Linked DNA regions of Mus musculus: all the other regions are linked to region 3. Evidence: chromatin contacts called from public HiChIP or PLAC-seq and promoter capture Hi-C data. All regions are on one chromosome and are shown on one strand. Each heading gives the region's core, a stretch centred on a gene start, on an enhancer-like site or on the middle of the called end of the contact. The rest is flanking DNA. Distances are from core to core; before and after follow the strand shown. Region 1 overlaps Clta (clathrin, light polypeptide (Lca)). Region 2 holds the start of Tex10 (testis expressed gene 10). Region 3 holds the start of Tstd2 (thiosulfate sulfurtransferase (rhodanese)-like domain containing 2). Region 4 holds the start of Ccin (calicin).

Region 1 (6,738 bases), core at 2,337-4,836, 2.1 Mb before region 3:
TTGGTTTCGGCTTCGGCGTCTCTGCGGTTGAGTTGGGCTGTCATGGCCGAGTTGGATCCATTCGGCGCTCCCGCCGGTGCGCCCGGTGGCCCCGCTCTAGGAAACGGGGTGGCGGGCGCCGGCGAAGAAGACCCGGCCGCGGCCTTCTTGGCGCAGCAAGAGAGTGAGATTGCGGGCATCGAGAACGATGAGGCCTTCGCCATCCTGGACGGCGGCGCCCCCGGGCCGCAGCCACACGGCGAGCCGCCGGGAGGTCCGGGTGAGAGGGCAGCGGCGTTCGGGCGGGAGGACTTGTGGGCACACTCGGGTCGGTGCTCTTACGCGGAACTTGGGCTTCTGGCTGAAGCTTTAGAAGCGCAAAGAGGAAGTGAGACCCCGTCTGGGTCATTGCACGGACCTCCGCTGCTGCAGACTGCCGGCTTCTGAGTGCTGCTGGGCCGGGGCGGAGGGGAGCGCAGATGCACCGACTGTCAGGATCCGGGTCCGTTCTGTCCAACTTTTCACCAAGCCCTTGCTGTGCCTGAAGCCTGGTCTCTGAAGCTGCCGCATTGGCGCAGTTTGGCCAGACTTAGAGACATGGCTGAGTCCACTCGGAAATAATTGCTTATTAGGAAAAAGTGAGAGTAGTATAAACTTTGGGACACACGTGCAAACAAAAATGTCAACGTAGTTTAGCAGTTAAAGATACGCAAAACTTTGGATTGTGGGGAGGAAGATAAGGAGTTCATAAAGATGGGCCGGCTGCGGAGAAAGAAACTGACCCAGAAGGATAGGTGTTACATTACAAGCATTGCATACATTGTTGAGGCTAGGACTCCTGGCGCTATTCTTTGGAAACAGCTTTGGAAGGAATTAATTGCCTCAGGAAAAGGCAGGGATAGTCCGGACCAATCTAAGGAGGGGGAGGAGGGAAAGATGAATGTGGAGTGCAGTGTGGGCCTTTCCACAGCAGAGCTCAAGCAACAGAGACGGGATAGGATGACAGTTTGGCCTTTGGATGGCTTCCTTGTTTGATGCTCAGGATTGTGGTGTGGGAGGAAAGATGGCGTGGAAAAGGCCTATTCAGTAGTGAAGGAAGTAGGATATAGCTAGAGAGAGAGAGAGACAATGGCTTTCCATTTACAAGGAAAAAAGCTTGGCACTGTGGACCATCATGCACTTAGGTATTTGGGACATTGGTGCCAGAGGTTCACCACCAGCCTGAGTAACATAGGGGGAACCCTTCACCCAAAAATGCAACTTAAAAATATTAAATGGCAATCTCCGGGCTAGTAAGAATATCTACCCTCTAAACTCTGCGACTGTGAGGCAGGTGACCAATGAAAGCAAACGGCATGGTGACAGTGAGTGGTGCAGCCTTAGGCTCCCATGCACCACAGTAATGCTTTGAGTGTATTTGAGGCCAGAGATCACAAATGGCCATTTTAAGCAGGCAGAATATTTTGGGACAGACTTGCTCCTACTTTGCAGCCTCTGGGTTTGTTTATTTAACAAAACCAACCCCCCCCAAAAAAAACAAAAAAAAGCAGGACATTATGCTAACTCCTAGACAAATCATGCCCCAGCCAGAGCTTCTATGGGAGCCTGTACTGTACCCCAGGTTTGCAGTTTGCAGCAAGCTGCTTGGACAGACCTGGGCCATAACCTAGAACTGACGGCAGAGCCTGTTTTCTTTGAGTGGGCTTTTGCATTTGCATGAGAACGCCTGAAATTTGCTTTTTAGTCCTATAGAGTCCTTCCTTCATTTAATAGAAAACTGAGTCCTAGAGAGTCATGACTTGGTGAAGAAAACAGCCCCGACTCTCCCCTCCCTCAGACTGTGTATACCTCGTTCTGTTGCAGATGTTTTAGCAGGGTGTGCTTGGACGGAAGAAAGGCTTTGTGGGTGTGTCGGGAAGGCAAGAATTGGGAGAAGTAGCATCCATAGAAGAGTCTATCATTCTACGGGCAGTGTTGTATGTGTTCAGTGTCACATTTGGATCGATCGTGTAAGTGTCTGGTCTATAGTAGGTGCTCATGTGTTTGACAAATAGGTAGGCAGAAAGAGCCCTGCTAGGCAGTTGGGAGGATAAAACGGAGAGGCTGCACAGTTGTGCTTTTTTTTTTTTTCAGCAAAGGGAAGGAAAGAGGTGGTTGCTGACTTAGTTCCTGGGAAAGACGTTTTTATGAACTAAGCATTTAACGACTTAATGCCAGCTCCTGACAGTGTGTTGAGGGCAGTAATAGTGTAATCTCAGCACTTCCTCTTGGGAGTTGACAACTTTCATACTCAACACAGTAGTGGCTGGGATTCAGGCTATCCTGCTGCTTGAGGGCGAGTTTAGGCGATTTATGTAACGACTGTCACGGCTTAGCCTGCTTTCTTCTCTGTTAAGGTACATAATATATACCACAAGGTGTTTTAGAATCACATCAATTTGTCTGTGATTGCTTACTGGTGTGTAGTAAGCAGTCAGTGAATTTTAGCTACTGTTTTTCTGGAAGTAGGAAGAGGCGTTAAAAGGTTTGAAGGCAGACTGGAGAAATGGCTCAGCGGTTAAGAGCACCAACTGCTCTTCTAAAGGTCCTGAGTTCAAATCCCAGCAACCACATGGTGGCTCACAACCATCTGTAATGAGATCTGGTGCTCTCTTCTGGTGTGTCGGAAGACAGCTACAGTGTACTTACATATAATAAATAAGTCTTTAAAAAAAAAAAAGGCTTGAAGGCTTTGGGGTATACCGAGTAAATTGAAAGAGTAGGTGGGAGCTCTGCTTCATGTACTTTCCAGAGGGACAGATTAAAAAAAAAAAAAAAGACGTAAACTTGCTCCCTCTGCAGGGAAAATGCCCATGGGAGATGCCCACAGGTTAAACAGAAGGCTGGGCCAAGACATATGTTTAGGGATAGGTAACCAACCCGGTGAAGTGGCTGGGGTAGTCATGAAGAACAGATGGTTAGGAAGGAGGTGGGGCAAGTCAGATATTGAAAAATATCCCTCAGTGGTGGGGGCTGGAGGAGAGGATATAGAAAGTATTTATTGGTGGACGACAGAGCGTGTGGTCACAGGCACGGTGTTTCTGACAAGCCAAGAGAGATGAATTAAAGGTTGTTTTTCTGGAGGGAGATTAATTTTATTGGTAGAAATGGAAGAAAGAAATTAAAGAGTGTTACACATGATATTTAAATATGCTGTGCATTTACTGCATCCAAACACTCCGCATGCCTCTGGATCCATGCAGCATCCGCCAGCGAGGCTGCGGTGTCGCAGGTTTCGGATGAGACCTGGTTACTGTGCAAGCTAAGCTGTGCTCTAAGGTACAAGCTAATCCTCGGCTCAGCTAGGATGCAGCCCTAGGTCTGCCTGACTTCACTTGCTGACATAAACATAAGGTTAAAGTTGCCTTGCTCCATGGAAACTTTACTCTGCCCTTGGTTATTTTCTTCTTGCGGGGATGGGGTGGTGGTTTGAGTCAGGGTCTGTTCCTGTAGTTCTGGAACTTGCTATAAATAAGGCTGGCAGAACTCGAATCACCTGCTTCTGTCCCCGAGGTTCTGGGGCTAAAGCGTGGGCTGCTCTGCTTGAGTGGCCTCTGTGGCTTTCTGGACTTCCCTTTATTGGTTTTTTTGAGAGAGTTTCTCTGTGTAGCCCTGGCTGTACTGGAACTCACTCTGAAGATCAGGCTGGTCTATAACTCACAGAGATCTGCCCACCTCTGCCTCCCAAGGGCTGGGATTAAAGGTGTGCCCCACTCTGCCTGCCTTCTTTCTGGACTTCTTAAGATGCCTGAGAAAGTTTTCTGCATCATTGGTGTTAGTGGAGTTGTCTTAAATCAAAGTCCATAGATATAATTCCTTTGTTTCTGTAGACTGTTCTTTGACTTGGGTCATCTGATTGATGTAAGAATGAGAAGACTATCGAGATGGCTCAGGGGTTACGAGCTGCAGTTCCTAGCATCACATGGTAGCTGGAACTGCAGTTTCTGGGGATCTGATTACCTCTTCTTGTCTTTGCCGGCATTGTATACACAGTGGCCTGCATATACATACAGGCAAAGCACCCATACGCATACATAAGTCTTTAGAATGTCAGAAGAATAAAGTAATATCTAGTAAAGAGCTCAAAGCATGTGCCGGGCCAGGATGATTCCTCAGACCCAAAGGGCAGGCTGCCAGTAGTTTAGGAGTATGAGTGTGCAATGCTCTGGTTTTATTAGAGTAGTGGCCAAAGTCGTCTTTTGGCGCTGTCCCTAGGCTGAACCGTATTAACAGTGCTCGCTGTAATCTATTAACCATACTGTAGGACTGGTCGGGCTAGCCATCGGAGGCTCAGGGGTCGAAGAGTATCTCACTCTTCTACCTTACACAAAAACAGATTCCAGGTGAGACAGACATTCTTTAAAGTACCGGCAGAAACACCAGTGAGATGGCTCAGTGGGCGAAAGGCCCCCGCTGTCAAACCTGATGGCTTAAATAAAGTGTGATTAGTTATATAAAAGAAAAAAAAATGTTATTATGGGATAGCCCTTGCAGAAGCCACAGAGTAATAGTTGGTAACATTTGCTGACAAATTGAATTGAAACTCTCAGGATTAAATGTCATAAACCAAGTTGAAAAACAATATGGGGTGTTGGGATGTAGCTCAGTTGGTAGAGTGCTTGCTTAATATGCATGAAGCCCTGGGTTCAATTCCCAGTACCGTATAACCTGACTTATACAGTGGTGTAGGCCTGTATTCCCAGCACTTGGGAAGGGAGGCAGAGTATTCGAAGTTTAAGGTCATTCTCACCAACATGATGTTTTTCCATGATGTTTGAAGACAGTCTGGGCTACAGTAAAAGCCTGTGTCAATTAAACACGCGCGCACGTGCAAATGATGAACATAGGAGATGGCTCAAATCCTGCACAAGCGAGACTCTGAGTTAGATCCCAAGTACTCATGTGAAATCTGACTGCTGTGGTAGATGCCTGCAAGCCCAGAGTTGGGAGGAGACAGGATCCCTGGTGCTTGCTGGCCAACCAGCAGACCATGTCTTTAAAAATAAGGTTGAAGTCACTTGGGGGAAGATATCCAATGAGAACCCCTGAGTTCCACATGCATGCACAGGTGCACAGAGAGGCGCCTGGGGAGGGAGGTGAACAAAATGGGGGAAATACTTGCAGTATTATAGATTTATTAATAAAGAGAATTTCGAGATCAGAAGACAGTAAAAACAGGCAGATCTCAGACAGTTGAATAAAGAAGAAAGTCAGATGTCAGATACCTCGTTACCTCAGAATAGGAACCTTCACAGTAATACATACCCTGTGGCCTGGCAATTCTTCAACAAGAAATTCATCAAAGGACTACACCAGCCAAATACTTCTATTCACTGTTAGGAACCTTTGTTAGAATTATTAGGCTATATGCCACCTACCTTTAGTTTCTTTCTGTATGGTTGACGCTCACCTGGAATTTGCCCAGGCTGGTCTCACAACCCTTGATCTCCTGCCTCAGCTTCTGAGTGCTGGCACTACAGGCGTGTATGAACACGGATAGTTCATATCCACACCCTGGCCCCTGTGTGCGTGCAGGTCAGAGGCAAGCTTGCAGGAGTCCTGTTCTTCTACTGTTTGGGTCACAGGGAGTGGACTCAGGGTGTCAGGCAATTTTTTTTTTAAATTGGGTATATGAGCGTTTTGCCTGTGTGCATGTTTCTACACCATTAGGGTGCCTGGTACCCATGAAGACACAAGGAGACCATTGGATCTCCTGGAACTGGAGTTACAGATGGTTTTAAGCTGCCCTGTGGGTGCTGGGAATCAAACCTGCATTCTCAGAGGGCCTCCAGTGCTCTTACACTGTGCCATCTTTCCGGCTCCCTTCCCCCACCGAAGTATTTTGCCTTTTGATCCTAGGGCCTCTCTGAGGCATGCAGGCTAGGCAGGCTCTCTTGCCATTGAGCTATGCTCTAGCCCCGCTGTCACTTCTTACAGGCTATTCAGTAGCTTCTAGTTGCTGCAGCACACAATATTGTATTCTCGTATATAATCCTTAATCCTTAAGTGGCCCTGACTGACTTGCTGAAATCTTATGTCTTACAGATGCTGTTGACGGAGTGATGAATGGTGAATACTACCAGGTACAGAGTGCTCTTAACTATATTAAATAACACTAAACTAGAGCCTTAACTGTGATTTGAACTGACTGACCTAAAAGAGACCCCAGTGCTGGTGCCCTGTCTGCCAGAGTAGACAGTGGCAGTGGCAGTAAGAGCTTTTTGGAAAAAAAAAAAATAGAATTTGAAACGATGATCATCATCCTCAATTTAAGCACTATGTGCCCTATGCCATATCCAGTACTATAGAAGTCACTGGGAACAATGTGGGCCTGGCTGTCCTGGGATTCACTAAGGAGACCAGGCTAGGCTGCCTCACAGTTTAACTTGCCTCTGCCTCCTGAGAGCTGGGATCCACCACTAAGCCTGGCATTCACTAGAACTTTAACGCTCTTTCTCGTTGTTAGAGTCTAATACGGTCAAGCTGGTAATGAACCCCAGGTGGCCACATCATATAATTCTCAAATCAGTTTGCAGCTCTGAGGTTTTGTCAATGTGTTATTAGGTCTCAAGTCTTTACCCACTACAGAAAAGCACCCCTGCCTTCTGACTCATAGTCGTCTGCAGTTTTTGATCCTTCCCTGATTTGACTATAGTTGCTATGCATTTTCTTTTGAATTCTTTCTTAAAATTTACCGTTTGGTTAGATGGCATTCAGTGA
Region 2 (6,568 bases), core at 1,077-3,576, 2.3 Mb after region 3:
GCTCACCAACCCTTTAATCTGCATGCTTCCTGCCCATTCCAAAGTCACTGGCTTTAAATAGTCCTTATTTCTACCCGATTACTACTCAAGCTTCCCACTGGTAAATGCTTTGTCTACACTGTCTCCTCTATGAGCCCCTGGCCATGGTCATCAGACAGCTTTCTACACACAGATGTGACAAGGACAGGGAGCTTTCCTTGCTCTTATTCTTTATAAATGGGGCACTCCCTAACCATGCCAAGGCACCAAGCCTCGGCAGGCACTCAGGTGGCTCCCACAACCCTCTCCAGCTTTTCTTAAAGCTCCTTTCACATTCTTCAAAAATAATAAATTCTGTCTTCCACTGCACACCCAGTTGAGCACTTCTGGTCTAACAGAATTACCTTAGGTCATAAAGTCATAATGCTACACATGGGAGATTTAAAAGTAAATAAATAAAAGTTTACAGTGCTGATAGAATGAATGGATGAATGAATGAATTCTGCTAAGACAGCATATCCAAATTCATAGATTTATGACCTTAGGACCCCTTAAGTAGAAGTTGCCTACTACACAAGAGGCTAAGAGCTGGCTTTAAAGGGAGCACAGTGCATTTGCCTGTGTCAATACTAGACCTGCAGAAAGACTGCTTGAGCTCAGGCACTTTGAGGAACCTGATCAATACAGCAAAATACCATCTCCATTTAAAAAAAAAAACTATTTCTAGAATCGGTGTGATTCTTATCCAAACATATTTTCTACTGTGGTTATGTATCTATAAGCCAAGGTACAGTTACCAGATTTTACCAGATTAAATAAGTAATTGCCCTGTCCATGCTTACCATACCCAGAGCTGTAAGCTGACAGTTGTTTCAAGCACACATGCATGTGTTAGTCAGCCTCAGGACCAACACCTACCAAACATACAAGCCTCACACACCCAGAAAGCCCCGGGACTCATCCCTTTTAATACAAAGCTGGTTTTTACCTATTAAGCAAGCATACTCTGTAAGTTTTTTCTTACAATTTTATCAGTAGTGTTTCCAGAGATAAAAGAAAACGGTTCACAAGAAAGAAAAATTGACCCTGTGACATCTTGCATTATCCTCTAGGCACTCTTTCACGTGTGATGATGGGTCGGTCGGTCTGTCTCTAGCAATCTACATCAGACCTCATTCTCAGTAAGTTGTGCCGTATCACTTCAAGTACACTCTCATCAGTCTGCTAGGAAAATTATGAGGGCTAATAACTTTTAAATCTCGACAATTATTTACAGAAACATACTGACAATTTTTTTCCCACTAGGAACTTGGTTAAAGTTCCATTAGATGCTGCTATTATTTCCATTTAAAGATTTTCGTAACACTGGAAGTCAAATAGCTCTACTAGACTAGACCACTTTTACAGCAGTAGATAGTACAAGGAAGCTAACTCCAGCCTCGGAGCCTGAGCTCTCACTGGACTTGATCACCTTTTTGGTAAGCTTGAAAACTCACATACACATACACATACACATACACATGCCTGCTGCAGGTCAGTCTTAATGCTAACCTGAGCGGAAGAAAGACTGCAACTTAAGCAGACTCCCAAGTAGTTTGCCCTGCGGCCAGCCCATTACCTTTCCTCCTTATTTCCAACTATTCCCGCTCTCCAAAAGAAAGGAAGAAATCAAGGAGAGAAAGTAAGCATTGCAGCAGTTGGCCTACGGTGATTCTCTCCAACCCTTCGCGTCTCCAAAGTTCCCCAAATTCGAGGGGGCAGAAAGAGAGGGTCCTCCGTCAAGGGGAGGGGGAGGAGGGCAGCGATCAGATCCGCCCGCCCGTTTTCGAGCTCGCACACCAAAAATGGAAACTCCGTTTGTCTTTTTTTTTTTTTTTCCCAAAGAAAAACCATGGTTCCTATACCTCAGTGGACGTCGAGTGGAGTCTCTGGCCCGACCCCCACACGCCGGCCTAACACCCGCCGAGCCTCCGAATCGGACCGCGGCCGCTTGAGGCGTTTCGGAAGCCCCTCGGCCGGCTCTCACGCTCGGGGTGGGGGGACAGCTAGGACCCCGGCCGCCCTACCCGCCGCCACAGTCCGTCCCTCCGCCTGGGCCTCGCGTGTCCGCGCCCCAGAAGAGCCGTGCAGGACAGACAGACGCCGCTCACCTGAGAGCCCGGACGGACCCGGAACGCGGAGACGCGGCGGAGAGCGAGCGACCGTCAAGCCCCGCAGGAGCACGCCGTGAACCGCCGGCCGCAGGCTTTCCGCTCGCTCCCAGAGCGTGTTTTCAAATCGCCTCGTCCTCACGCGGACGCGTCTCCTTCCGCCGCCCGGAAGTGGGGGCCCTCCCTCGCCGCGCTCACGTGACCGCAGGTCGCAATCGCGCGCAGCCGGAGGGCGGGTCCAGATTTGCACGCCACGCCCCCTCTAAGAGGGGCTGCGCCGGAAGCTGGAGGAAAGAGAGGAGGGTCTAGGGTCCAGCAAGCCGAGTCAGGTCTTCCAGCATCCTTGGCTTGGAGGATGTTGGCTGGTTACAGCTTGAAAGGCGGTCTTCTCCCCCCAAGGACTTCAGTTCTTCAAACCTGGAGCTAGAGAAAAGTATAAACTGAGCTTAATTGAGGAAGGAAAAAGTTTCGGACAGCAAAGATAGCATTTCTGGGAAGGGTAACCTGGACTAAAGGCAAATAGACAAATGCTAAGAGGTTACAAACTATACCTTGTGGCAGAGTCCCGGAAACCTAGGACAGGGTTTTCCCCAATTCAACATTTTCAGCATATAATTAACTTCTACTAATCAAAGTAAGTGGATTTAGAGAAATTTGAGACATTAAAATGCCTACAAAGAAGATGTGAAGAAAGAAATCTTGAAAACAAAACCATCTAAAGATTGACTTAGCCACATATAAGGAAAAGCATACAGATAGAGTGTCAGCCTAGAGTCAAATTTGTCTTTGCAGCTTCCTACATATAAGAACTAGAAAAGCCTAATACCTTATATTGAGGTTCAATATACGAAGTAGGGATAAAACGATAATAACTAAATTCAGGAGACCCAAGCATCAGAATTAAGGTCACACCTCCTCTGTGTTAATGAATAAAGAATAAAGCCAAAAAGCCACCACACAGACAACCTCCCCTCCCCCACCGCACCTGCCTTGGGAGTTGATGACATTATATGTAAAACTATAAAATAAAAAAAAAATTATAAAGGCTTATGCCACCTAGATATGCCCCCTAAACTCCAAAATGCTACCAGCTTATTCAGAACTTCTCCCTTCAGCTTTGCAATGTATATCTATCTCAGTATCAACAAGGACTAAAAGATAACTCTGCACATCCATTCTGAAATATTTTCCTACAACCTCTTCACCTTAAATAGCATCCCATCCTGCCAGTTACTCAAGCCAAACCTTAAAAGCTGGCATCTTTCTGAGACCATGTGGCTTCTAACCCAGGAGAAAAACCAGCTGGCTCTGACTTCCACTATTAATCACCATCTCCCTGGCTACCTTCAAGGTCCACATCACCCCGATCAGAGGAAAGAGCCGGGAACACATTTCTCTCCATCTTAGACCCCATACAGTCTAACATTTGCAGAGCAGTTCTCGGAATATTTTTTTATATATGGCAAAGCATGTCACTATAAAACTCTTCGGTGGTTCCCCATGTCACTTACCCCCCCAAATCTAGAGTCCTTCTGATGGCCTCAAATCCTACCATATTGGAACAGTCCTTTGCAGTCCTCTGAGCACTGTTTTGCTATGTTCCCTTTTCTCTCTGTTCCTGTGACCTTCACTTCTTTGCTCTCCTTAAATACAAGAGACGTGTACCCCTTTATCTTTCTAGTTAGACCTTTTCTTTATATTCCTATCTGCCTGAAGTACACAACCCAGTAAATCCACTGGACAAATTTCCCTCACTTGAATTTGCTCAAACATCTTCTACCTTCAAGGTATGCCTATCCTGGTGGCCTGAATTAAAAATCATAACATATTGTCCTACATATAGACATTTCCTTCCTCTGCTCAACATTTTTCTTTCTTAGGGTGTACCACCTTCTAATGTACTGTATAATTTACATACCGCTTACTACCTGTCCCCCTCACTCACCACTAAAATATATGTTTCATGTTGCACCTCTGTTTGGTTCAGTCTATATCCTAAATACCTAAAATAGTGTATGGAGCATAGTAGGCCCACAATAAATATCAACAAAACACATGCTATTTGGTAATGTTCAGCCATAGTTCTTTTGTTTCCTATTTTGGTGTAGAACAGAGATTATAGACTCAGAGAAAAGCAGGCCTGGTGGCTTTGTGTGTGGCTAATATAAATATTAATGGTGTGGGAAAAAAAAAAAGCAGTCACTTTCGAACAATGGGCAATATTTACCCTGAAGGAATGCAGAGCAAAATTAAACCCCCAGAAATGTTTATAAGAAATCTAGTCTTTAAATATGGGTAGTGTTCTTTGGATTTGAAGTTGGTCCCCAGCTAACCACACCATTGAGAGGTGATTGACGCTAACTCCATGGATGATTTAATTAGCTTACCATTGATAAGTTCAGACTGAATAAGCAATAAGAAGTAGTTTTGGTTAGAAGGAAAGGCTGGTGGGGGTGAAGCGCTCCTGGCCCTTTTGAGTATGCCTCTCTCTCTCTCTCTCTCTCTCTCTCTCTCTCTCTCTCCTTCTCGGCCACTTCAAAGTGAGCCTGTCTTTTCTAGGTGCCACAGGGCCAAACCAGCAAAGCCGGTTGGCCATGAAGTGAACCCTATGAAACCATGAACCAGAGTGAATCTTTCCTCTTTTAAATTGTTTATCTCAGGTGGTTTTTGTCAGAGCCATAAAAAGTGACTGACACAATTGCCAAACAGATAACATTCCCCCTGAGTTTTAAAACTGTGTGTGCCAACAAAACAGTTATGAACAGGCTGCTAGTTTATTGTCTCTACTCTAAAACATGAAAACTGTGAGCATAAAGACTGGACTTCTCAACTTGTAAGTGACAAATTCTACAATTACAAGGAATATCTACTTAGAGATCTTTGTTACATAACAATACTAATTAGCAAGATTTCTTGACCTAGGCCAGAAAAGCACTGTTTACAGTAAACAGGCATTCTAGAATGTAAAGAGGAGTGTATTCCTAACACTCGCTAATTGGCCACACAAGTGTTCATTTCTTTGGCCCTTACAAAACCAATTGGCTAAAATAATAGAAATACATTGGCCTTCAGTTCTGGAGACTGGAGTCACTAGAAATCAAGACATCAACAATGTTGATTGCTCTTCAGACTAAGAGAGAGAATCTGCCCTATTCCACTCCTTGCTCCTGGAAGCCTTAGATATTCATTGCAGATCCTATTCTCTGTATTGTGCACATCGACTACCCTGTAGGTATGCCTCTGTGTGTATGTGTTCAAGCTTCCTACTTTCATAAATAATGCAAACTAAGGGGTCTTTGAAATGAGACAGCCTGAGGGTCTTGATCAGGTTTGTATTCAGGCAGGAAAAATCTGAAGCACAATACGTAGCACGGCAAACAGAAACAACGGTTTAGAAAAGATGTTTATTGGGGGATGAGCAGATGCAGAGAGAAAAAGGACCCACTGCAAAGCACAAATCCAGTCTTGAGGCCTAGTGGTCCTCTCAAGTGTTTAGTGTTGGTCAGTTTGAAGAAAGCTAGAACGGTTTGATTGGCCCAGAACTGTTGTGTGACATGGCCTAAGCAGGCCTTGAGCCTGTCCATCAGCAGGGGGCCTATTGGCTTATCTCAGATTTTGTCTCCTATTGGGCTTTGTAGGCTTTTGTCTCCCAATAGGAGACAAAATCTTACAAAGCCTTAATTTTAAGCTGCCAGGCTTTTGGCTCAAGTCAGGAGGGTGAGGAACAAGTTGGCCCTCTTGGAAATCTACCACCTTTCTTACTTCACCATGGCTCCCCTGCCAGTCTGCCCAACAGGGAGTCTGCTTCTTACTGGCTACTCCTAGTGTCTCATAAAGATACCACCAATCACATAAGATTGAACATGCCCTAATGACCTCATCCTAACTTGATCATTCCTATGAAGACCTCATTTCCAAATCAACACATCCAAGGAAACTGGAAGTTAAAATGTCAAAATGCCCTTCAGGGGACACAATGCCATCTGTATAGATGTCAAGATCTGTATCCCTACATCTCTACAATATATTAACAACTTCTTTCCCTTTTTATCTATGCTCTGAAGCATGACAAAAATCCTAGCTTAAGCCATACATTTTTGTGGAGTTGAATTGCTAGTCATTAAGCTAGTGCCCTTCAGTTTCAAAGTTATTGCCTGGGCTACATAGGGAGAACCCTACTGCAGGAAAATACAAACAGAAACAAACAAGGGGGAAAAAAGGATCAAATGCTTACTTGAAATGTCAAAAATGGAAGAAAGGACAATGAGCTACCACCAGTGAACAACCACAGGAAGCAACTACTTCCATATATCAAAGACAACAAATGGACAGAGTAGGGGATGATAGATGTGAGTGCTTAAAGATAGAATCCACGTAAGACTTCCAGAGACACAGACATGTTGGCTACTGCCACAGAGGTGGCTTAGTGACACTTCTCT
Region 3 (6,718 bases), core at 3,394-5,893:
TAGCTATGATAAGCAAAGGGTGGTGTACACCTTTAATCCCAGCAGAGGCAAATGGATCTCTGTGACTTCAAGACCAGCCTGGTCTATAGACCATCTGTAGCAATGAAGCCACTGAAGTGGGTGCTGGCAGTAGCTGTTTCTGTGAGCCTCCTGCACTTGAGACAAGGTAAGTGTTGTAGGATATTTGATCACACTGTGAATCCCAAGACTGTGTTATTTACTGGAAAAAAATGTTTTTACTTATGGTGTGGCACAGCCTTAAAATACACCTTTAATCTAAGAGCTTTCTGCTTGAATACTGTAAACAGGATTAAATTAAATCAACCACAGGTTAAGAAGTGGAACAACCAACCAGATTAAGAAAAAAACCATAGAGAATAAGAGGGATGGATAGAGAGACATTGGGGAAGTAAAAGGATGGGATATCAGGTTGAAGGAGGTTTTTTGGGATGGCAGGAGAGAGGGGCATTGCTTCTTGAACATCAGCTGAGGAGGAAGTGGGTGCTTTCTCTGCCTCTCTGAACTAGCAGGCTGTCACCCTAGCATCTGGCTCCTGAGTCTTCATTGGTAGAAATCAAACGATTGAGATTTTGTTAAAAAACAACAGGGACGTATGAACAGAACCTCTAGACAAAGCCAGTAAGTGAGCTACTTATAAAATTCTCCTAACTTTCTGTAAGTTTGAAATTATTGTAAAACAATACTGGTAAAGGACTTTTGTAACCTCTGAATTTAATTTTCAAGGAAATCCATATAGGCTGACTGGAAGCGGCAGCTGGGAAATTACAGAGACATTTATTCTTCACTAACATGGACCAAGAAGAGGCTCTCCAAGAGGTGAGAAAGCCATATCCAAGCTATATCCTCAGTCAGCCATTTTCCTACTGATGAGCCTCCTGTTCCCTGCTTTTAAGAAGAGTTTTAGCCAATGGTTTCAACAACAACAAACAACAACAACCACCACAACAGGGATCCATGGCTCTGAAGAGGGGCATTGTCATCACTGTTTTTATAGCACAATTACAACAGGATTCTTAGGAACCCTGTAGCATCCTGCAGCGCTCTGTCCTTTCTTCAAAGCACTGAGCTAGCTGGAGGAGACCAAACTTCCCTGGCCAGCATGGTTCATAACAACATCTCTAGATGTCAGCTGCCCTGTTACCTGTCATTCTCCTTCCACTACAGTTCTGAGTTCCTGGGACTCTTTCTACACTAGAAGAAAGATGTCCAACCTTCTCTAGGACCTAGTCTTTTTTTCTTTCTTTCTTTTTTTTTTTTTTTTTTTAATGTATGTAAGTACACTATCACTGTCTTCAGACACACCAAAAGAGGACACTGGTTGTGAGCCATCATGTGGTTGCTGGGAATTGAACTCAGGACCATCTCTCCAGCCCCTGGACCTAGTCTCTTCAAATACACGACCATAACTGTTCCAAGACTATATGATTCGAGACCAGACTACACTGTGAGGTAGAGGCAAGCTCAATAACCTGCTTTTACATGTACTTCATTAACTTTGCATGCATGATCATGAGAACACCGACAGCAATTTTACCTTTTTCTTTGCAAACGAGTATTTTTTCTTTGTGCTGCCATCTAACTCTGCTTTGAGACTGTTGCTGGGATTAACAAGATTTGATTCTTTTAAATCCAGATCAAAAACCTTTAAAACACAGGTCTCCAGGCCATCCTCTTCGTCTGGTGAAGTGGAAGAAGGCATCTGGCTTTATCAGTGGGACAGGTTCCTTGCAGACAAGTATCTTCTGAGACGTAAGCAAAAGAGAATATAGCAATCAGCTCTTTGGTTACTTCTTGAAGCAGACATGAAGCTAATGGACTCATGAAATGACCAGTAGCCTCCTACCCCAAGCTCTCCGTTCGTCCCCTCGCTCACTCCACAGTGTATTTATGTGACAACTATGCTCTACCAGGCTCTCTTCTACACACCAGGAATAGAGCAGTAAATGCAATAGGAAAAAGTCTATCCTCTTAAGTTTACAATCTACTAGGAAAGGTAAGCCGATACATTGATTTGAGTTGACTTTTCTTTTCTTTTCTTTTTTTTTTTTAAATATTTCAAAGGAAAATGAGTGGAGTAAGGAGGCAAGTGGAAGGGCTCCTCATACACAGGAAGAGCCCTTCTGAGGCAATAGCACTCATCTTCAAAGAAACATGAACTAGGAAGTAAGCCAGGGGAAAACAAAACACAGGGCAGCACATGAGAGCAGAAAAGCACTATGGACTTCCCAAATCAACCAACTCCAGTGTTTCTGTAGCTTTGTTTCTTTTGTTCTCAAATCTCAGAGCCAAAATTTCCAAATTGCTACTGTGGCCAAATCTTACCAAAATGGATACACTATAACCAATGCAGTCTTCTTTGTTACATTTGATTTACTTCTGTGGCTACTTGTGCCGAGATGCCTGCCAGTTCCATATCTGCACAGGCTCCAGGGATCAAACACACGTTGTATTGTCAGGCTTGAGTGGCAGGGGTTTGCCCACAGAGCCATCTTGCCAACCCCTATTTTTTTTTTCCAACAAAATTAAGAAAATTTTATTCTTGAATCTTTTTTACAGTCTAGTCTTTATCCACCTTCCAGTCTGCCCTCTGTTCCTCATCCCACACCTTCTCTGTCCCCTGCCCAAGAGAATGCCCCCACTCCCTGGGGCCTCAAGTTTCTTGAGGGTTAGGTGCATCTTCCCTCACTAAGGCCAGACCACACAGTCCTCTGCTATATATGTGTCTGGGGCCTCCTATCAGCTGGTGTATGCTGCCTGGGCCAACCCCTAGTTTTTAAATTAATTTTTCTGAGTCTGGGTCTTGCTATATAGTAGGGGCTGGCCTTGAGGTTCTAGTAATCCTAAATTTAAGATTCCCCTTGCCTCTACTTCTAGAATTCGGGGCCACTATACCAGGCCCAATGCTTTGCCATCCTTTGAAAGTCAGCAATCCACTTTGAACTACACTCACTTCTTATCTGATTTAGTAATGGTTAAGGTTTGGTTTCTAACCTTGGACCAAGGTGCATATTTTACATATCAAAGCAGACATGGTCTTCAGGTTCTCCCAGTATCCCATAGTCCCTATCTGGTATACCCTGTCCCAACCCTGAACCTTCCCCCAGAGGCTCCTCTCTATACAATCCAGACCTTTTGGCCTCCTTGTTGGGCCTCCTTCCCTTCTTTCTTTGCTCCTGTGTTCTTCCCTCCTCCACCCCCATCCCCATAGTGACTTCCCTGGTCTCAATCCTGGTAGCGGTCAGTGAACTCACCTGAGAGCAGATTCCCAATAAACCCATTTTTAATATATTCTCATCTGGCTCGAATTGGCTCATTTCAGGCAACTGGAGCCAGATGAGAATATATTAAAATCCTTTCTTGGAGGACTCTTCCAAAGTCTTACTCTGGATAATCTGTCCTCAATAGCAAAGGATGAGTGATAATTTGTACCACTCGCCCTTTGCTATTAAGTCCGTCAGACTACAGTACCTGTGATCATTCCTGAGAGGGTCACTTAGGGCTTCAGTATCCTGAACACCGTCTCGTTGTCCCATGTACAGACGGTGACAAATGTTAATTAATACAATATAGTACTTGCTGAATGAAATAAAGCAAGAGTTGAGGAGTCAGAGAAATAACTCTGTAGGTCCCTGACAGTTAGTCATGTAAATTTCAGAGCAGAGACCAACAGATAAAGAAAATAAGTCTTGATTCCTAAAATGTGAACAAGCTGGACTTTAGCAGAAGAACATGGTGGTTTACACACAATGACGGGAACAGAACCCAAGAAGCCATAGTTTGGAATTCGCAGTGGAAATTCCTGGAAAGATGGATTGCTTGCATGTACGAATAAATAAATGAAAAGAATAGAAAAACGATAATCTTTAAAATAAACAAAGAGAAGTAGAGCCGGAAAGATGGCAAGATGGCTCACTGGTTAAGAGTGCTTACTGCTCTAGCAGAAGACCCGGGATTCAGCACCCCCACCCCGCTCCCGCGCACTCTCCTCCTTGCTCACAGAGAGTCTGAAACTCCAGTTCCAGGATGATGTACAGACTTACAAATACATAAAATATTGCTTTAAGTCTGTGAAGAGTTTTAAGCATAGTAAATAAGTTTGACTAGACTTGCTCTCAGAGTATAGCAGGCAGTGTTAGTGGATAAACTGTAACACAGGAAGTGAAGGAGCTAATGACTCCTCCCTAAATTCTTGGATTTAAGCAAACTACCGAAACGGCCATTTACTGTAACAGGTAAGACTGAAGGAAAAGTTTGGGCTAGACCATGGACAAGACAGTTTGGTGTCCATCACAGGGCAGAGGACGTCCACATACTGTACACGTGCAGAGGAATAGAACAATTGGAACCACACCGATCAGTAGCTGGGGCGTCCGTCAGCTGGGAGAAGTAGGCAGTAGGACTACAGTGAGCAGATTCAGCCGGACGGGCCTGGATTCCCTACCGCTGAAAGTGGCTTGCCCTCCTCCCCGCTCAGGTCTCCCGAGGCGTCTACAGCGGGATGGCGAGAGAGAAAGAGAGAACACCTACCCGCAAACCCTAGGCCTTTCCTGGGTCTCCCTTCACCAACTTGGCGCTGCTCCCCGCCCTCGAGCCCACGCCCCCCGGCGCGCGCGTGCGCAGAGAGTCCCTGAGCCGTCACCTTTCTCCGGAAGTCTCCTAAGTCGTCGGCGCAGGGGCCGCCGGGAAAATCCCGCCGGGCCTGTATAAAGCCGAGGCGGGATCGCTGCGGCCCGGATAATTTAGCTCGCTGTCCAGAAGGGCCCGGGGTGGAAAGCCGGAGGAGGCGGCCGCAATTGGACTTGCAGACGCCGGCCTTCCACTGCGGAGCCCATCCGGTGCCCCTCTGCACGCGCTTCCGGCAGGCGTCGTAAGCGAGTGCGCCTGCGCGCCGCTCAGTCCGCGCGCCTCGCCGCTGACCGCGCACCGGCCGGCCGGCAGCCCGACGGTTCTGGGGTTGCAGGCGGCTAGCAACTCAGATCGGCTGCGCACCAGCAAGCAGCATGTCGCGGAGGCGGCACAGCTACGAGAACGATGGTAAGTGCTCTCGGCCTGGCCACTGCGTCCGGGTGAGAACCGAGGCCGGGCTCGCCTTCAGTCTCCCGGGAACGGATAGGAATCCTTTCTCCCCGGGAGGGCTCGGGGAGCCCCAAAGGGAGGCTGCTGGCTCGGTTGTGGATAGTGGCTTCGGGAAAGCGACGGCCTCCCTGCTACCCCATCTCCTTCAGTCATGGGAAAGGAAGGCCTGGTGAATCCCGTGAGCAAATCCGACCTGGGGTCCCGCGACACTGAGGACTTAATCCCTCACTACTGATCATGGAAACCGCACGTGTGTCTGTCTGCTGCTGCCTCTTAGGATCACTTAGTGGAGGAGATATATCTAGTGGACCAGTGTTTTCCTTTTAGCCCTCCAGGGTGTACTTGGAAAGGACCCTGGGAAGACAGGAAAAGAACAAAGCTATGACAGAGGTCGGATGTATTGCAATCTGAGCCCTTCTCCTCCACCTGCCACCCGCTGATTCCCCTCTTTTAGGCTTCAAAAAAAGAATACCAACACCCCAGAGGTCACTAATAAACAGGCACGGGGTGTTTTGTTGGATTGGCTTTAAGCATATTTCCCTTATAAGAAAGTGCAGGAAAACCCGAGCAGATTATTAATTCTCATGTCAGTTTTGATGGTCGCCGGCAAGGACGTCGTTGTGTTGCCATAAATTTTGTTTTGTTGCACCATTATTGCCTTTCAAGAACACACTTGGAGCTGTTAGTGTTAGGTCCAAAGGGTTAAGGCAAGAAAAAACTTTAGAACCGAAGGGTTTAGGTTCGAAGCTCGACATCTCGATTATTTACTATGTGATCTTGTCAGGGTCATATGACTTCTTAAACCTAAGCGTGGACTGTGGATAATACTAAGCCATTTGGTTTCTACGGGGGGCTAAATGAGATATTGTGCTCACCAGTAGTTCATGATGATGTTTATTTTGTCAACTGCTAATGTCTCAGAGGTGATACACACAGATAAATGCTGACATCGTTGAGAAAAAAAGCCCTCCCTCCCCCAAGTTTAATTGGGTTAGCTTCCTCCCTTGGAATGTTAAGACAACCAAGCGAATCCCATATAGTGGAGCCCCAGGTTTCTGCCAGTAGTACCTGAGAGAATGTCCTAATACATCAGGAGTGCCGACTTGCTAAACAGTTTCCTAGCTTCTGTGCTTGCAGTGGAGTAGGAGGCAGTAGAACAGTGGAGGCTCCCTCCCCTGGGTTAAGACAAACCCCACAGCGGTATAGTGCAATTCGTTATAAGGTCACGGGGTTGTGGAGAATAATGTGAGGTAAAGGGTGTAGAGACCAAAGTGAGAGAGAAGCTGGTTAGGTAAGGCCTCCTTGCAGATGGCCTATGGCTTCAGTGATGTGAGGATGAGCCGTGTGGATGCTTGGAGGAAGCAGAGGTCCAAAGGAAACCGTGAGTTAAGGTTAGAACATTTCTGTCGTGTTAGAGAACAGACAGCAAGGAGGTCATTGTTGGTAGAAGAGAGAAAGTGAGGGTAGAAGTTGTGAGACCGGGGAGTTTAGATGAGCCTCTTACCTCACTGGGCCACTTGAACATTTCTGTTAGGACTATATGATTGGGGATTCACAGAGATACTACAAGGTTGCTAATCAATAAAGTTCCCGTAGTTTATTTAGAGTCACAGAAAGGGCT
Region 4 (7,291 bases), core at 621-3,120, 2.2 Mb before region 3:
AGCTGAAATTCCCTGAGAGAAAGAGAGACAGAGACACACACACAGAGAGAGAGACACACACAGAGAGAGAGACAGAGAGAGACAGAGAGAGAGACTAGGTAGTGGGGAACTGAGCTCAGCCACATAGGGAGTTCTTTGAAGTGGGGCTGGAACCTAAGTACCCCAAGCAGGGGGACAGAAGTTCTAACCCCTTCACAGGCATCACATCCAAAGAGACTATCTGCCCCAGAAGTCAGGTATCAAGATGTGTAACTTCACTATTAAAGTATAATTGTTTAAAAAAAAAAAAAAAACAAAACTTCAATTAATCCTAGCACCTGAGAGGCAGAGACAGGTAGATCTCTTGAGTTCAAGGCCAGCCTAGTTTACATAGAGGTTCCAGGACAGCCAAGGCTACCCAGAGAAACCCTGTAACAAAAACAAACAAGCAAACAAACAAACTTTAAATTACCAAGTTCCTAGATAAGGAAAAGGCTAGGTGTGGGATGGAAAGATGAATGAGAATCCAAGCCAGCAAGAGGGCTGGAGAGTGGTGGGTATGGAGCTGACAGTCACTCTGGGAGGGGCGTTCAGGAGGACCAGAAGGTCTGGAGTGAGGCTTGGAGCCCACAGTGGAGATGGGGTCTGCAGTCAGGTCCTCCTGACCAGTACAAGTGACCATATGGCACGGTTCTTCCTAAGAGGTCCCAGGGTGGCTTTGGTCATACACCATTGCCGGGCTCTGTCCACATCTGTAAAATGAGAACAGGTGTGGGTCTGCCACACTGTGAGCCCCGGGTCCAGACGTATGAGTTTCAGAGTCGCTCCTACACAAAGGAGCCCTAGGCGGGACAAAGCAGGCAGAAAGGGACGCCCCGGGGCGGGTGAGTTTCCTCTCTACGCCATTGGAGAAGCTGAGCACGGAGGCGGCGTGCTTCTGGCCAGGAGGTGACCCTGCAGCGCCACCGTGCGGCCGAAGCAGGCTCCTATAACCCGTCGAGGGCTTCGGGGATGCCCACAGCTGTGGTTATATCAACTAAGAAACAAGAACTGGCATTTATTGGAACGTTTGCTGTAAGCTAAGCGCTGTGCCTGCTGCACTTTGAAGCGAGTATTCTCATCTCACAGAAGAGGAATCTGAGGCCTGAGTGAACTGGTCTAAGAAACTCGGAGTGGAGAGGCCGAATCAGGCATTTCCCCAGCATTTTACTAGATACTTGGAAACCTGGTATGGGAAGTTTCCAAACCTGGTATGGGAGGTTGGAAACCTGGTACTGGCGTTTCCAAGTCCTCCCATCTTCCTAGGGCTGGCTGGCCCCTCCATTTCTGCTCCAGTGAGTGTCACCCACTTCTCCATGAAAACTGTATTCTGACTACAGAGATCAGAAGCCAGAGGGTTTGTCTTCTCAGACGTCCAGGAACCTTGGTAGAAAAAAGGGCCTTCAGGGCCTAAGAATTGAACCATGAAAACTGTCTGGTCCCCACTTCCTGAAGGGGTGAAAGGGTTGTAACGCCCCACACTGTGGGAGTTCCAGGTTTGCTCTGCCTCTAACTGCCTCTGTGACAGGGGGAGTCCTTCCTCAGCAGGACTTCAGCCTTCTGGTTAAAAGGGAGGCTTCTAGATCATGGTAACCTCTCCTCCCACCCTAAATTTTCCCTCTCCACAGCTGCTCTCTGCCCCACCCAAACCAGTTCGAACATTCCCGGCGAAGCCGAGGACTGTGACTTGAAAGGCCCAGGGGGACACCGTGGCCCCATTCCAGAGCTTCCTCTGAAGCTCTGGGGAGAGAAAGGCCTGGGGGCGGGGAGGGGGCTACATTATGATGACCTCATCCATTCTATGACGTCACCCTCTCTCCCACGCCCACTCCTCTCTGGTCAGCTGCTCTGCAAACAACCATCAGTACAAACCCCAAAGGCCTGGAAAAGTCTGCCCTCCGGTACCTGCTACGAATCTTCTGTCTCGGCCAACAAGAAGCACCATGAAACTGGAATTCACAGAGAAAAACTACAACAGCTTTGTGCTGCAAAACCTGAACAAACAGAGGAAGCGTAAAGAGTACTGGGACATGGCCCTGACTGTGGACCATCATGTCTTCTTCGCACATCGCAACGTGCTGGCTGCCGTCTCTCCACTAGTGAAAAGCCTCATCTCCAGCAACGACATGAAGACCACCGATGAACTCTACATCACCATCGACCCCAACTACCTGAGCCCAGCCACGGTGGACCAGCTCCTGGATTACTTCTACAGCGGCAAAGTGGTGATCTCAGAGCAGAACGTGGAGGAGCTGCTCCGGGGCGCACAGTATTTCAATACCCCACGCCTTCGGATTCACTGCAATGACTTCCTTATTAAGTCTATTCGCCGCGTCAACTGCTTGCGCTACCTCTTCTTGGCTGAGCTGTTCGAGCTCAAAGAAGTATCAGACTTGGCCTACTCTGGCATTCGTGACAACTTCCACTTCTGGGCCAGTCCCGAGGGCTCTATGCACTTCATGCGCTGCCCACCCGTCATCTTCGGTCGCCTGCTCCGGGATGAAAACCTCCACGTGCTCAACGAGGACCAGGCGCTCAGCGCACTCATCAGTTGGGTGTACTTCCGGAAGGAGGAGCGGGAAAAATACTTCAAGAAGTTCTTCAATTACATCAATCTCAATGCGGTCTCCAACAAGACGCTGATGTTTGCCAGCAACAAGCTGGTTGGCTTGGAGAACAACTCTGCCCACGCGACCTTGATCGAAAGTGTCCTGATGGACCGCAAGCAGGAGCGCCCGTGCAGCCTGCTGAGCTACCAGCGGAAAGGGGCCCTGCTTGACTCGGTGGTCATCCTGGGTGGCCAGAAGGCCCACGGTAAGTTCAACGATGGGGTGTTTGCCTATATCATCCAGGAGAACCTGTGGCTGAAGCTCTCAGAGATGCCATACCGGGCAGCCGCGCTCAGTGCCACTGCTGCTGGCCGTTACATCTACATATCCGGTGGCACCACTGAGCAGATTTCAGGACTGAAGACAGCGTGGCGGTATGACATGGACGACAACTCCTGGACCAAGCTACCTGACCTGCCCATTGGGCTTGTCTTCCACACCATGGTGACCTGCGGGGGAACAGTTTACTCAGTGGGTGGGAGCATTGCCCCACGCCGGTACGTCTCTAACATTTATCGCTATGATGAACGCAAGGAAGCCTGGTGCTTGGCGGGGAAGATGAGCATCCCTATGGACGGGACAGCAGTCATCACTAAGGGTGACCGGAACCTGTACATTGTCACTGGGCGATGCCTGGTGAAGGGCTACATCTCCCGGGTCGGTGTAGTGGACTGCTTTGACACCTGCACGGGGGAAGTGGTCCAGTGTATCACCTTCCCCATCGAATTCAACCACCGGCCCCTGCTCTCGTTCCATCAGGACAACATCCTTCGTGTACACAGCCACCGGCAGAGCGTGGAAATCAACTTACAGAAGATCAAGGCCAACAAGTCGACAACCTCAGTACCTCTGTTGCCCAACAGTTGTCCCTTGGATGTATCCCATGCTATCTGCTCCATTGGAGACAGCAAGGTATTTGTATGTGGGGGTGTCACCACAGCCAGCGATGTCCAGACCAAGGACTACACCATCAATCCTAATGCTTACTTGCTGGACCAAAAGATAGGTGAATGGCAGACCCTTGCCTGCCCACCTGAGGCACTGGACTGTCCTGCCTGCTGTCTAGCCAAGCTGCCTTGCAAGATTCTTCAAAGAATTTAAACAACTTTTTAAGTGGGAGAATAAGTAAATGCATTATTATTCACAATTTAATGACAGAAAGCAAGGGAGGAATGTGACTTTGGATTCCTTTTAGTGGGGGGTCAATGCTTGGGGCTACACATGTTCCTGATGGATAGGATTCAGGGTTAATATCTCAATGGAGGTAACTAGCAGAGATGGGGTCTCTGGTTGGTGGTCTACAGTGGGTAGATTAATTAATTAACTAGTTAATTAATTTTGTTATTCCAGCTCTGGAGGTCTCTAAACTGAGTCAGGAAAAACAATCCTTGGTGGTTGTGGGATTGAAGTTCCTCCCAGACTCTGGGCTAGGGGATGTTTGAGTGGTGCCCCCCCCCACCCCCAATCCCTGTAGTCACCTCTCAGGGATCTGCTAGCATAGTAATCTCTGCTCAGAGTAGTGATGGCATGGGCTCTTCCAGCATGTGTTTGCTTCAGGTCTTCTTGGGAGACAGGAAAGGACCTCTCCTAAGCCCAGGAGAGTAGCCTTGTAGGCTGGGGAGGAAGGAGGTGTGTGGGCAAGTCCAGGGACAAGCAGGGTCGATGGCCTGTTGTATTTGTGTCACCTAGGGTGGTTTATGTCTCATCTCGGGGGAAGTTGAGGATTACTTACAATGGTCACTGCTTCTAGTTGGAGAGGTTCACGGAGAACGTTCTCAGGAATGTGAGGTTTGAATCAGGGGTGGACAAGCTACAGTAAAGGGAGAAGAAAGAAATCCAGATCAGTAGTGGAGTGAAGCTGTAATGGGGATCGGGAGGTAAACTCGGGTACCAGCTCAAGAACCCACTAGCTTATCCTGGGCAAATTAACTTATATCTCTGTGCCTTCATTTCCTCTTCGGTAACAGAGATATGGTGAGACCACCTAACTAATAGTGTAAGTGTGGAGTCTTACTGAGTGGAATGCCCAGGACAGATAGTCCCCTGCATGCACTGTGCTGAGGACACCCCCCCCACCCCACCCCCCACACACACACGACTTCTGTCACAGGATCCTATTCTGTAGCTCAGACCCCTTGGGAACTCACTGTGTAGCTGAGACTGGCCCGGAAGGATGACCCCCTGCCTTTACCTAATGCCTCTTTTGTAGCTTCTAGTGCTGGGATCACAGGTGTGTGCTCCCACATCCAACTCAGAATTACCCTGTTAAAGGATAAGCCTTGCTCCATCCAAAGATTTCCAAGATCCATTGCTTCAGGATGCCACTGAAGGGTAAAACCTGGTGTCGAGAAAGTCCTCTTATAGAAACCAATTACCTAAAGAATCCCCAGTGTTTTTCTAAATTTCTCCTTTAGATAACAGGTATAAAGTCTGGAATTCAAAATTGGAATATTTTGGTCCAAATTGTATTATTCAGAAATGCAATAGAATTGTTTTTTAAAAGCTTTATGAGAAATAATTTATACTCCCTATAATGAACTTATTTAAAATATACAGCTTGGTGGGACAAGTTTCTCCTGCCTATAATCTCAGCAGTCAAGATGAGCCAGGCTTACACAATGAGTCTCAGGCCAGGCTGGGCTGCAGGGGGAGTCCCTGGTTCAGAAGGGGCTGAGGGCTGGAGAGACAGCTCAGTGGTTAAGAGCACTGGCTGCTCTTGCAGAGGATCCAAGCTCCATTCTCAGCACCTACATGGTGGCTCACAACCACCTGTAACTCCAGACCTAGGGTCTGATTCCCTCCTTCTGGCTCCAATGGTCACTGCATACGAGACACATGGTGCACAGACAGACACACAGACGTGCAAGCAAAACACCAATAGGCATAAAACAAAACAAAAGCCCAGCAATTAATCAAAAGGTATGCAGCTTTCGGGGTTCAGGGGTGCACACCTCTAAGGCCAGTGTTTCCTGGAGATGAGAGGATTGGAATTTCAAGGTCCTTCACAAATTCCATAGCAAGTTTGAGGCCAGCCTGAACTGCATGGGGACCCTGTCTTAAGAAAAGATAGCTTGGCACAGTGGCAAATGCTTTTTATCCCAGCACTTGGGAAGCAGAGGCAAGTAGATCTCTGAATTTGAGACTAGCCTGGTGGTCTACATAGTTCTAAGCCATCTGAGATTACACACTGAGACCCTATCTCAAATAATATATATATTTTAAAAATATGCAACTGGGACTGGAGAGATGGCTCAGTGGTTAAGAGCACTGACTGCTCTTCCAGAGGTCCTGAGTTCAATTCCCAGCAACCACATGGTAGCTCACAACCATCTATAGGGGGATCTGGTGCCCTCTTCTGGTGTGTCTGAAGAGAGCAATGGTGTACTACTATACATAAAAATAATAAAAATAAATCTTTTCTTTTAAAGTATACAACTAATATGGTTCTTAGTTCCTCACAGAGCCTTGCAATCACCATTAAAACTTTAGAATATAGTCTGTCTCAGAAAGAAACCCTGAGTCTGGGCATCATGGCTCACACCTGTGGTCTAGCATCCCCAACACTGATGCAAGAGTTTGCCAGGAGTTCAAGGCCATCCTGACCTACCTAATTCTAGGTTAGGTAGAGTGAGACTTTGTGTCAAATAACCACCCCCCAAAAGACCTGTCACTCTCTGCTGGGACCGCCAACCTCACCTCTTCAGCCCTAGGCAGCCACAGGTCTATTTTCTGTCATTATGAATCTTCCTGTTTTGGACAGTTCACATACATGAGATGTTTGTGTATCTGATCTGGCATCTCCGACTTAGCTTTGTGTTTTTGATGTTCATCTGTTATAAGGCATGCTATGCATCTTATACCATCATGGCTGATAAACATTGGATGATTTCTATTTTGAAATCATATGACTATAATGAATGATATTGACTTGAACATTACTATACACATTTTTATGACAGTTTATGTTCTCATTTCTGTTGGGTGAACACCGAGGAGGGTATGTCCAGGCCAATTGAGGAAATGAGGGACTTGATTCCCATAGCAACTGCTGACACTTCCCACAGCAAGGATGAGGGCTCTGAGGGCTCGGGTCCCCCAGGCCTCCACCCACATATACTGTCTGATTTGCATTTCTCTGATAGTTAAAGACAAAGAACAGGGCTGTCTCTGGCTACAGTGCCTGCCTTTGAATCCCTTTCCCTGTCTGCCACAATAGAAGATGCCTTAGTCTTACTGCAATGTGTTATGCCAAGGCTTTGATATCCATGGGAGGCCTCCTCTTTTCAGAGGAGAAAGGGAGGAAGGGGAGGAGGGTAGGAGGGAGGGAGGGAGGGAGGACTGGGAACAGAGGAGGGAGAGGAAGCTGTGATCGGAATGTAAAGGAAAGAATCAAAGACAATGAACACTTTTTCTTGAGTTTATTGGATGAAAGTTAATAAATAATCTTAACTTTTTCTGTACTTATCTGCTATTGGAGAAATTATTTCTATCAAAAGGGTTTTATCTGAGGCAGGATCTTGTTATGAAGTTGGTCTTGAACTCCCTACTTTTTGAGTGGCAAGAAAGGTTTAAAACAGGATAAAACAAAGATAACAGCTGAGACTGAGGCTGTAGTGTATCAGCTCAGACCACAGAATAATGAAGTCTGTCTGTCAGCCTCTGTT

What was found. Promoter capture Hi-C pulls out the DNA fragments that hold promoters and counts their contacts. HiChIP or PLAC-seq counts read pairs in DNA pulled down with a chosen protein or histone mark.
Region 1: a contact with region 3 is called in a promoter capture Hi-C map of pre-B cells, with 7 times the contacts expected there. The contact joins the enhancer-like site here to the promoter of Tstd2 in region 3. A contact is called at or near these places in 2 of 39 promoter capture datasets (liver and pre-B cells) and 2 of 115 datasets of contacts at active chromatin or transcription factors (astrocytes and large pre-B cells).
Region 2: a contact with region 3 is called in a promoter capture Hi-C map of neutrophils, with 3 times the contacts expected there. The contact joins the promoter of Tex10 here to the promoter of Tstd2 in region 3. A contact is called at or near these places in 2 of 39 promoter capture datasets (liver and neutrophils) and 1 of 115 datasets of contacts at active chromatin or transcription factors (astrocytes).
Region 4: an H3K27ac HiChIP or PLAC-seq map of embryonic stem cells shows a contact between it and region 3, with 8 times the contacts expected there. The contact joins the promoter of Ccin here to the promoter of Tstd2 in region 3. A contact is called at or near these places in 1 of 39 promoter capture datasets (pre-B cells) and 2 of 115 datasets of contacts at active chromatin or transcription factors (embryonic stem cells and large pre-B cells).

Annotation. Positions count from the first base shown.
Region 1 is chr4:44,012,750-44,019,487 of GRCm38.p6, forward strand. It overlaps Clta (clathrin, light polypeptide (Lca)), which reads left to right. Exons shown (of 6, transcript NM_001080384.3): 2 at 1-259; 3 at 6,064-6,101. The coding sequence starts at 43. Among named protein-coding and RNA genes, the nearest start is that of Clta, 12 kb to the left of the region's middle. Within about 2 kb of position 3,587, at least 22 of the 459 cell types and tissues checked have an H3K27ac peak or open chromatin away from gene starts, as enhancers often do.
Region 2 is chr4:48,471,137-48,477,704 of GRCm38.p6, forward strand. It overlaps Tex10 (testis expressed gene 10), which reads right to left and starts at 2,327. Exons shown (of 15, transcript NM_001355740.1): 1 at 2,130-2,327.
Region 3 is chr4:46,133,832-46,140,549 of GRCm38.p6, forward strand. It overlaps Tstd2 (thiosulfate sulfurtransferase (rhodanese)-like domain containing 2), which reads right to left and starts at 4,644. Exons shown (of 10, transcript NM_173033.3): 1 at 4,549-4,644; 2 at 1,556-1,763. The coding sequence starts at 1,720. Ncbp1 (nuclear cap binding protein subunit 1) reads left to right here and starts at 4,680. Exons shown (of 23, transcript NM_001033201.3): 1 at 4,680-5,055. The coding sequence starts at 5,022.
Region 4 is chr4:43,981,634-43,988,924 of GRCm38.p6, forward strand. It overlaps Ccin (calicin), which reads left to right and starts at 1,871. Exons shown (of 1, transcript NM_001002787.2): 1 at 1,871-3,900. The coding sequence starts at 1,962. The coding sequence ends at 3,728.